Linked DNA regions of Sus scrofa: regions 1 and 3 are each linked to region 2. Evidence: chromatin contacts called from public Hi-C data. All regions are on one chromosome and are shown on one strand. Each heading gives the region's core, a stretch centred on a gene start, on an enhancer-like site or on the middle of the called end of the contact. The rest is flanking DNA. Distances are from core to core; before and after follow the strand shown. Region 1 holds the start of CNN3 (calponin-3). Region 2 overlaps ALG14 (UDP-N-acetylglucosamine transferase subunit ALG14 homolog). Region 3 overlaps SLC44A3 (choline transporter-like protein 3).

What was found. A called contact is a pair of places that touch in the nucleus more often than the background predicts.
Region 1: a contact with region 2 is called in a Hi-C map of mesenteric adipose tissue, with 1.8 times the contacts expected there. The contact joins the promoter of CNN3 here to the enhancer-like site in region 2. A contact is called at or near these places in 4 of 5 promoter capture datasets (fetal liver, fetal skeletal muscle and liver), 16 of 47 Hi-C or Micro-C datasets (alveolar macrophages, embryonic fibroblasts, fetal liver and 10 more) and 1 of 2 datasets of contacts at active chromatin or transcription factors (skeletal muscle).
Region 3: a Hi-C map of adipose tissue shows a contact between it and region 2, with 6 times the contacts expected there. The contact joins two enhancer-like sites. A contact is called at or near these places in 25 of 47 Hi-C or Micro-C datasets (adipose tissue, alveolar macrophages, brain and 15 more) and 1 of 2 datasets of contacts at active chromatin or transcription factors (skeletal muscle).

What each region holds. Positions count from the first base shown.
Region 1 is chr4:122,502,894-122,506,103 of Sscrofa11.1, forward strand. CNN3 (calponin-3) reads left to right here and starts at 1,557. Exons shown (of 8, transcript XM_003125902.5): 1 at 1,557-1,828. The coding sequence starts at 1,772.
Region 2 is chr4:122,368,770-122,371,771 of Sscrofa11.1, forward strand. The region is part of intron 2 of ALG14 (UDP-N-acetylglucosamine transferase subunit ALG14 homolog); the gene reads left to right. Among named protein-coding and RNA genes, the nearest start is that of ALG14, 27 kb to the left of the region's middle. Within about 2 kb of position 1,287, at least 37 of the 83 cell types and tissues checked have an H3K27ac peak or open chromatin away from gene starts, as enhancers often do. A contact at or near this core is called in adipose tissue, fetal liver, liver and 4 more, where this site is marked.
Region 3 is chr4:122,584,383-122,587,328 of Sscrofa11.1, forward strand. All of the region lies in intron 9 of SLC44A3 (choline transporter-like protein 3), which reads right to left. Among named protein-coding and RNA genes, the nearest start is that of SLC44A3, 36 kb to the right of the region's middle. Within about 2 kb of position 1,374, at least 1 of the 83 cell types and tissues checked has an H3K27ac peak or open chromatin away from gene starts, as enhancers often do. A contact at or near this core is called in adipose tissue, where this site is marked.

The sequences.
Region 1 (3,210 bases), core at 307-2,806, 130 kb after region 2:
GTAGGTGAGGTCTTATCCATGACACCCGGGCCACTATCACACTACCGGAAAAACAGCCCAAACTCCTTGCTTCACTAATCGCAGGTCAATTGTGTCATCTTTGTGTGGGAAGAGTGACCTAATTATCATTCCTACCTGCTGACTAAAGTAGCATATCACTTGTAAGTCATTCATTTTCCTACCAGTTAGCCCTCTCCGCTCCATTCCTCCCTCCATTCAAAAGTCTGAAAAGCTAATAGCAGTTTGGGACTTTTTCCTTTAAAGTTGCCTTATTCATTTCCGTTCCAGGATGGCTCAGCTTCGGTAAGATATTTGGCTCTCTTCTTCAGCACGTCGCCACACCTGGTTCCAGGATCTGTTCTGAGAGCTAAACAGAACTCTCCTAGGAGGATCTCAGGGGTGGAAAAGCATGCCTGAGAAAGTGATGGAAAGAGGCAAAGCTTTGGGAGCGGGCTGACCTCAGGCAGGATACTTAGGTCTCTGACTTGCCGCTTTCTCGCAAGGGGTATGATGTCCAGCCACCGGTTGTTTGAGGGGAGTAAATGTGATAAGGTTGGGAAGGCATCTAGTACAGTGCCCCGCGCCCAGGCAAGTAAGTGAGGGAAGTTCTGTTCCCTTCTATCAAATTTCTTTAAAATGAGAGGGAAAGAAAGTAGGAAGCCCGACCATGAAAGAATGGAGGTCGCTTCCGGCCTAAAGGATACAAGGATACTGGTATACAAAGATCTGGTTCAAAGAAGCCTCCAGATTAAAAAAAAAAAAAAAAAAAAAAAAAAAAAAAAAGTAGAACAGCCACCTGGGTTTTTGGATTAGCTGAACCCCGGATAAAGATGCTTGTAAAAACGAGCTGGTGCGGATCCAGAAAAGGTCTTGAAATGCCCAGGCTTTGCCAGGTTTTTTTTTTCCGCGCAGCATACCCAGAGTGAGCTCGAATTTGGCTAAAAGCCTTGACTGTTCCCATGGCGGCAGCAGGGCAGAGGTCAGACCAACAGGTGTGGGAAGCTGCGAGGTTAGGGACGAGAAGCAGGTGCCACGGGAGCGACCCCCCCCCCACAACCCCTTTTCTCGGGCACAGGGCCTCTAAGCCTGCTCCCGGTGTTTCCCGCTGCGGGTGGAGGGACCCTGCCTGCCACCTGCGCGCGCCGGGCCTGCAGCCGGGAAGCCGGCCGAAGCAGGCGGGGGGGTCCGCGGCGGGCCGGCCCTGGTGGGCTTCCCTCCTCTCCGCCGGCCCGGAGCGGATGCCTGGAAGAGGACCTGAACGCTGCGCCGCCGGGAAGCCACCGGGCGCAGGGGAGGGCCGGCTCCCACGGTCGGGCGGGCCTCGGCGGGCCAGGCCCGGAGGAGGGGCCGCCTCGCCTCGGGCCTCGGTGGCGTGAGGGCGGGGACGGGGGCCCGGGACCCGCGCGAGGAGGGAGCGCGGCGCCCTCCGCCCTTCAATTGGCCGCGCCGCCCCCTCGCGGGAGAGGCGGGAGGGGGCGGCCCTCCATTGGTCGGGCTCGCCGGCCAATCCCTGAAGGGCCGGGGGAGGCGGCGGGGGGCAGTTCGTGCGGGACTCCGGCGCCGACTGGGAGCCTCTGCGGGACCTCCTCCGACCGAGCAGCCGAGGCACCGCCCCGCGCCCGCCGTCGCGTCCGGACGACTCCTGCACCGCCCAGGGGAACGAGCTCCGAGCATCTCGGGGTGCGGCCACTCCTCGGGGCCAGGAGCGTGGAAGCCAAGTGCTAGGAACCTCCGGACCCGAGCTCAGCCTCTTCCCGCCGCCCGAATCATCATGACCCACTTCAACAAGGGCCCTTCCTACGGGCTCTCGGCCGAGGTCAAGAACAAGGTACGCCTGGGCTAGCGTGGGGCGGGATCCTGGGGCGAGAGGTGGGATGCAAGGCACCGCCCGAGGGACCATGGGACCGGGGCGCCGCTGGGCCGCGCTTCGCCCCGCGCGCCTTGGCTGGCGGGCTTCGTGGAGAGGAGATGTCGGGGCGGCGTGAGAGTTGCTGCGCGTCCCGGTCCTGTGCCCTCGCTCGAAGCGCCGGCTCCCAGGCGCTCTCCTGGCTTTGTTCCAGCGCCGCGGGCCACGACTGGCGGCGGGCGGTGGGTTCCCGGGCTCCTGGAATCCCGCAACGCCGGCCCTCGGCTCCAGGAGCGGATCGCGGCTGCAGGACGCACCCCTCCGGGAAGAGGGCGCTCCTGCGTGGCCATTCGCCCTTAGGTGGGGCCGGTCGGCGCGGCTGGGGACCCAGCGAGCAGCCTCCGCCATCCACCTCGGCCCGGGCCCCTGGCCGACCCTGCACCTTCTCCCACTGCAGCCTCCGGGCGGAATTCAAAGCCTTGAGTAAAGTTAGGCGGTTACGTGGCGGAGCTGGGTCTCCCATTGTTCCTCGCGTCTTCCCGGGGTGGGAGATCGCCGAGCGTCCCACGGACTTCAGGGGCCACCGGGGCAACGGAAGCCGTCCAGGACCCTGGGCGGTTTTCGAATCCCTAAGGCGCTTGTTGCTGCCCTGCTGCTTCTGCGGGCTGCGGAGACAAAGCCTGAGCGCGCCGCTTTGGGCATATCTGCTGTAGACTTGAGGGGTTTTGTTTTAATAAAACGCCGAGAAGTTTGTAGTACTTTAGCCTCTAACGACGTCAGGGAAAGCTTCGTGGGCTGCTTTTGTTTCGGGTTCCTTGCTGAGGCGGGCTGTAGTTTGGAGTGACTGGGCTTTGGTAACGCTTGGTTTTGCCCCTTTGCCCACCGTTGGGTTTATCCTTGGGACTTTTGGTCTGGGAAAGAGATGAGAGGCGTCCCCCTCCCCAAATCCTCTCTTTCCTTCCTCCCTCCCTGCATTCCAAGCCCATGACATCAGGGGTTTCTGGGGGGAGAGACCGGCCAATCGGCGCGGCACTGCGCACAGAACGCTCATTGTCTCCTTTCTGCTGTTCTGGCCAAAGCGCCACAAAGGAGGGCTGCTGTGGTTTCATTCCCATTAACCATCCGGGAGCCGAAGCATGTCAGGATGGCCACCGCACCGTCCTACCGCTGGTAGAATGCACTGGCATTGTCAGAGCTGTGCCATCCCAGTGTTCGCGGTGCGGAGTGGGTTAGATAAAAGCCAGGGAGGGCACCACTGTCACACCCTAGGGAATGGAGGAATTATGGCTTATGTGTAGAGACTGTACATATGCCCTGCATATCGCCCCTGCTGCATAGTTTTCCATCAGATTGTAATCCCGCTG
Region 2 (3,002 bases), core at 37-2,536:
TCTCCACCTTCCAACTCTTCAGGCTTCAGAAACAGTCCTGGAAAGTCCGCCCTGGTGTTGTAGGATTGCTGTTACTGTAGTCTTCTCTGCCGTACCCTCATGCTGCCACCAGGTGGCAGTGCACTGCTGCACACTGTGCTGTTGGGACCTGCATTACTTCTCAAGGGAGGCCTGGGAGGGAGGGTTGAGCTTTAGAACCGGGCTGATGGAATGCTTTCTAATATATATCACAGACTGATCTGGTTTGGGAAAGATGAAGAGAGATTGTCTCCAGTTCTTTTTTTAGAAACATCATGTATCCTTGCTAGGGGTGATTTGTAAGAATTTGAAAAGGCTTTTAGCAGTCTTTCCATGTGGTGTTTTTATTTAAAGACCTTATTTACCAAACACCTTGCCGAGGTTGCAGTACTGGTGTATTTGTTTTATATGTTCTTCTTGGTTCAAGACAGGTAGAACAGCTCCCTAGAAGGCTTCCTAAAAGTAAAATCCTTCATGAAAATCAAAGGTTAGTATTGAGTAGTTTCTGTACATAAAATTAGGACTATGTTTTATAGAGTACAAGTCAAAAAAAAAAAAGTACCCATTTGTCTGAAGTTTTTTGGTGCATTTGGAGAGGCAAAAGAATAAATACTGGACACCTTAGGAATTAATAAAGGTCTTACCAAGCAGTGCTAGTGAATGACGCATGCAAGAGGCACCAGGTACCTCTGGAGCCTGGAGTGTGGGGTGGGGCTGAAAAGAAGCCTCTTGGGTGAAGTCCACCTGTAGACAAGTTAGGCTCCCACCTCTCGACCTTACTCTGGTAGAAAACCCAAGACTTAACCCACTGGAAAAGTTGAATAAAGAGGTTTCGGCTTTGGAAACAAACAGGCCAAACTGCAGATGGAGTAGGACATTGCCTAGAAAGCAGAGGGCTTACGGAATGTGAATAACAACCCCTGTCCCCCAACACACACACGCTTTCCTTTCCAGTTTGCTCATACGTTTCCCCCAGGCAGGAGAGTAAAGATTGGCTTTGAGGAAACGGATTTCCTCAGGAGAATAGAACTGTAGTTTCCTACCCCCGGGATTCCCTCCAGGGGAGTTGTCAAGTCCTGGCTGTGTTCATCCTCTCGAAGCCAGCACACAGAGCTTCCTCTTCCTTTTAGTGCCTCGTCCTTTAGTAGGAACCAGGCTTTCCCAGCCTGGGTATTGTTGACATTTGGGGCAGATGCTTCTGGGGAGGCTGTCCTCTGCAGTGGGGGATGTTTAGCTGCATTTCCAGCCTCCACCACTAGAGGTCGGCAGCACCCACTTTTCTCCTCTGCCCCCCACCCCCAGTCTGGGGACCAAAATGTCTCCCGACCTTGCCGATGTCCTTGGGGGAGAAATCTCCCCTCTCTCTTGAGAGCCGCTGGTTTGCACCGGCACCCACAGACCACCAGACGTGGGAGGAAAGTCCTTAACATGGAAAGCAAAAGTAACAGGGAAAGGAACTTTGAGAAAAGGAATGGGGGTGGGGATGAAGGGAAAACACCACCTTCAGAGAAACGAGAGGACGCTGTGTCTTTAAAAAAAGCAGGAAACCTGTTTTCGGAAAACCCTCATAGAATAAGAAGGACTTTTGGCCAGTGACATTTTGCTTGTAGAAATAGAAAAGTCAAAATACTGGAAGACCATATTCAAGAGCTCTGCTGCAATTCAGAACAGAAAATAAAAGCAATAGGGAAAAGGTAGGAAAATTAATTAACTAGATGTTGGTGATATACTATTCACAAGGAACAGGGACACAGGAGAAATTAAAAAAAAAAAAAGTGAAGACTCAAGAAAAATTCCCAGAACCGGAAGGACATGACCTTCAAATTAAAGGACCATCCCCAGCCCTGTTAAACTGTAGTCAAAACAAGATAAATCGTCAGACTATTTCAGAACCAGTGACAAAGAGAGAACTTCCCAAAACGCCTGGAAAGAAAAAGAAAAGATGTCGCAGTGGATCTTGATGGCCTTCAGAGTCACGGTGGAGAAATGTCCTCAAATTGTCCCCACCCTAGCCCCTTTCGTGGAGGGTGTGCTTCACCAGGACACAGGGACCTCAAGGACAAGGTCCTGGAACCTGGGTGCCAGCTACGAGCAGCAGGGGAACTCCTGAGAGGGAAGAGGCCCACAGCTGCAGGCCTGGAGAGAGAACCGGACAGGAGCTTTGAATGCAGAGGAGGGAGAGGTCTGGGGCCAGAGTGTTGGGTGGGTGCGGGGGCTTCTCCTAAAGGGTAATGAACCAGCGTGGGGGAAAGTCAGGAGGTTAGACGTGCAGGACTTGTTCAGACAAATGGACCGTGTGTTTTGATAAGAATCACCACAGGAGATGGGAAATCAATCAATCAAACTATGCGACAAGAAATTATTTCTGTTTTATAATCCTGAGACCCTTTTAGAATGTTTCCTGGTGCAGAAAAGATATAAGTGAGCTGCTATTTTTTTGAAGGTTGTGCAAAGTGGGTGGAGGAATCATCTTTGAATTCTGAGTGATGGTTGATTTTTGTTGTTGTTTGAACATTTTCTGTGTCTTCTAAGATAAAATGATGAAAGTTGGGGGGGGGGTTGGTTGTTATTGTTTTGTTTTGTCTTGTTTTGTTGTAAGAAACCAAGCTGAGAAGAGATTAAAGCCCCAGTGGAAGTAATAATTTTCTAAATGACCCGTGTATCATCAGCACTCATATTTTGGAACAAGTGTAATTGCATTTTGGAAGCGCGTTAGTATTCATGTTACTTTAATAAACAGGGATGCATTGAGTTTGCATCTCTTAGCCCGTTTGTGTGTATGCTAGGATTTGCCTGTCAACACTTCTGAAATTAACATGATGTGCCGCTTGCCTGTAACAACACCTACGGTTTTCCACCAGGTGGGGCGCTAACTTCACCAGTGGACAAAGACCGGCTATAAAACTTGCTGAGATTTCTAAATCTAATGCTAATTCATTCACTATCTTTCTTATCTGTAATTCTCAAGCAATGCTAAAATAAGT
Region 3 (2,946 bases), core at 124-2,623, 220 kb after region 2:
AAGAGAGAGCCCGAGGGTATGTGACAGTCTGAGGGGACAGGAAGTGGGACAGTCAGGTGCCCTGCAGGGGTCTCTCAGCACCCATCACCTGGGCATCCGCTGAGATCAAAACATGGAGCAGCGGACCCGCCGGGGCCCAGAGCCCGTCCCTCGGGCTCTGCTCAAAGAGGCCCCTGAAGACAAAGGGAGGCCGGTGCACCCAGCCGGCCCGCAGGCGAGTGGGAGGAGAGGCAGGTGCCGGTCGGGTTTCTGGGATGGCCAAGCCCCAGGAGGACGGCAGGCCGTCCCTCTGCGACACCCTCTCTCCTGCGGAGTCTGGCATCCACCTGCTTGGAGAGTCCTGGGCCCCTGGCTTTCTCTCCTGCCCTCCGTTACTCTCACTTCTGCTCGTTTTGCTCCTGCCACTGATAGAGAAAGAACACGTTCTAATACATGACCTTCCGGCGTGCTGCCTTGGGCCTGCAGTGTAGCCGACTGTCTCGGTGCCCCCCCTACTCCCAGTCCTGGGGCCGAGGCTATTTAACAGCCCCCAGGCCCTGGGCCCAGTGGGGCCTAAGAGCAGGACCTGAAGAGGCCCTGCTAGCAGCTTCCCCACCCCCCTGCCCCCGCTGAGCTGCCCTTGGGGCGCGTTCCTCTCGGACTGTGCCTGCAGCTCTCAGCCTTGTCCTCTGTGGCCAGGACCTCTTCTGTGCTTGGCTCTGACCCCACTAAATCCCCTTTGCTTCTTTCTATACTTTCCGATCTTCTGGTAGTTTCTAGCCCATCCTGAGAGGCATTCCCTGACTTATGGGGCAGGGGCGGGGTGGGCTCATTTCAGCGCTCTCATAGCTCCCAAAGTCCTGCTACTGCGATGCTCGGTCCTCAGCCTTTGCCATCCTTTGCAGAGAGCACCCCACTCGTCCCAGTGCCCGGCCCAGGGCCTCTCCCCACGGCGCGCACCCAACATCCGTGCACTGAAGAATCAAAGGATGTGTCCTGCTCCAAAGCGTGGAGGTTTAACCACAGAGCCCATTCCCTTCATACAGACCCAGGGTCCACAACGACCGTGGGCTGTGGCAGCGCCCTGGAGGCTGGCGGAAGGTCCCTCCCTGGTCCTGGCCATGCCTCCTGAGGCCTCACCCAGCCTCTGTGATTGTTCAGTGCCAGAACTCAGCCACAGTCCGCGGCCCAGAGAACGTGCCTCCCGCCACCCTCCTCCCGGCTGCTCTGACCCCAGCCCCTGGCCCTGCCGCACTGCCCCGGGCCCCCAGACAGCACCTCACAGACCCATTCTGCGCCCACCAGCCAGCTGCTGAGGTCACAGTACTGCTTCAACTTGGACCTACACACCTCAGAAGGCCTCAGCTGATGTCAGGGCTTTGAACTCCAGACTCAAGGGACACACAAGGAAGGGATGGGGACACAGGAGGAAGGGGCAGAGCACAGGCTCTGGTCCAGGGCTCACGTCCCGGCTGGATGACCTCCAGCAAACAGCTCTCTCGGGAACTCAGTGTTCCGGCCCATAACTTGAACGTAACACGGGCTCAAAAGGGGGCTGCAATGCTTAGCGGAGAGAACATCAGACAGCACCCAGCACAGACCTCAGATGTTAGGAAATTTTCAGCAAATGCCACTGCCTTCCTTTCGGACCAGGCCAGAGACCACGTTCAGAGAATGAGCGAGAAGACAACTCCCCGGTGCTACCCTGGCTGAGACTTCCACCTGCCCTGCAATTTCTGCTCTTCCATCTTCATCTTTTCTTGGTAACAGCACCTGTAAGTTTTAAACGGTGCCTGGCTGCCCAGATGACACTTCCTGCCCTCCCTGCAGGTAGGGGTGGCCTGTAGCCAGGCTTTGGCCAGTGGGTGCAGGTGGAAGTAGAGTCATGACTCTGGGGGCAGGGGGGTGAGTGAGGGGCTCCCCGTCCTCCCTGCTCCTTCCTAAGGCCGGAATAAGACACGGTGGCCGGATCACGAGTATCTACTTCAGCTGCGAGGCGGAAGCAGGCACGTGAGGCTGTGGAAGGAGAAAGAAGGGGCGTGGGCTGTGACCCCGTCACATGGGCACAAGGTCGCCCCCTTGCAGAGACATTACCTTTCATCTTGTTTCAGCCACTGTTTTTGAGCGTTCAGTCACTGTCACATACACGCGTCCTGAATGAGGACTGTCCTGGACCTGTCCGAGCGAGGTTCCCTGAGGATAACCAGTGCAAGTGCACTGCAGGGCCCGCAGCAAGCTTTCAGAGACCCCGCCCGGCCCTGGCTGCTCATCTTGAAATAATTTCCAAGGGGCGGGTTTACTCCGGGGAGACGGCGAGGTGGAGGGGAACCCAGTGGACTGAGAATCTACGACACAGCAGATGTTCCCGCGGATACGACTGGAGCCAAATAAACTTGATACACCGTTAAGGAAGCACGTTCGCCTTGCTGCTCTGACATCTGCTGTCGTCCTGATCTGCCCGGTGACAGTCTCAGAAAGGAACTCACTCTTTCGTACCCGCATCAGAATGGGAGTTTGGGATGGAACCAAAGCAAGAGAGGAGTGGATGAGAGAAGGTCTCGAACAGTCCCACTCAAAGTGGGGTCCACGGACCAGCGGGCTGGCTCACCCTGTTTGTGGCTGGTCCGTGAGGAGATGAGGAGCTTGTGTCAGAAGCAGGGGGCAACTGCATCCCTAGGCCCCCTGCTTCCTTCCGCTGACATTCTTTTTTTTTCACAGCAAGACTTTCCAGATGGAGGAAGCAATGGCGGATGATAGGTTCTGGCACAAGCACCTTATCCGGTTTCAGAGCCCTTTGCACAGCATCGCTCTGGACTGTGGTTGTTCTCTTATGGGGATTCAAAGCAAACAAACAAAAAATGCAGATACTTAGCCCCACCGGAAACCAAGTGGGTCAGAATCTGAGGATGGGGCCCAGGCACCTGTATTTGATGACGTGCCATAGCTGATGCTGAGGACTCTTTCTGG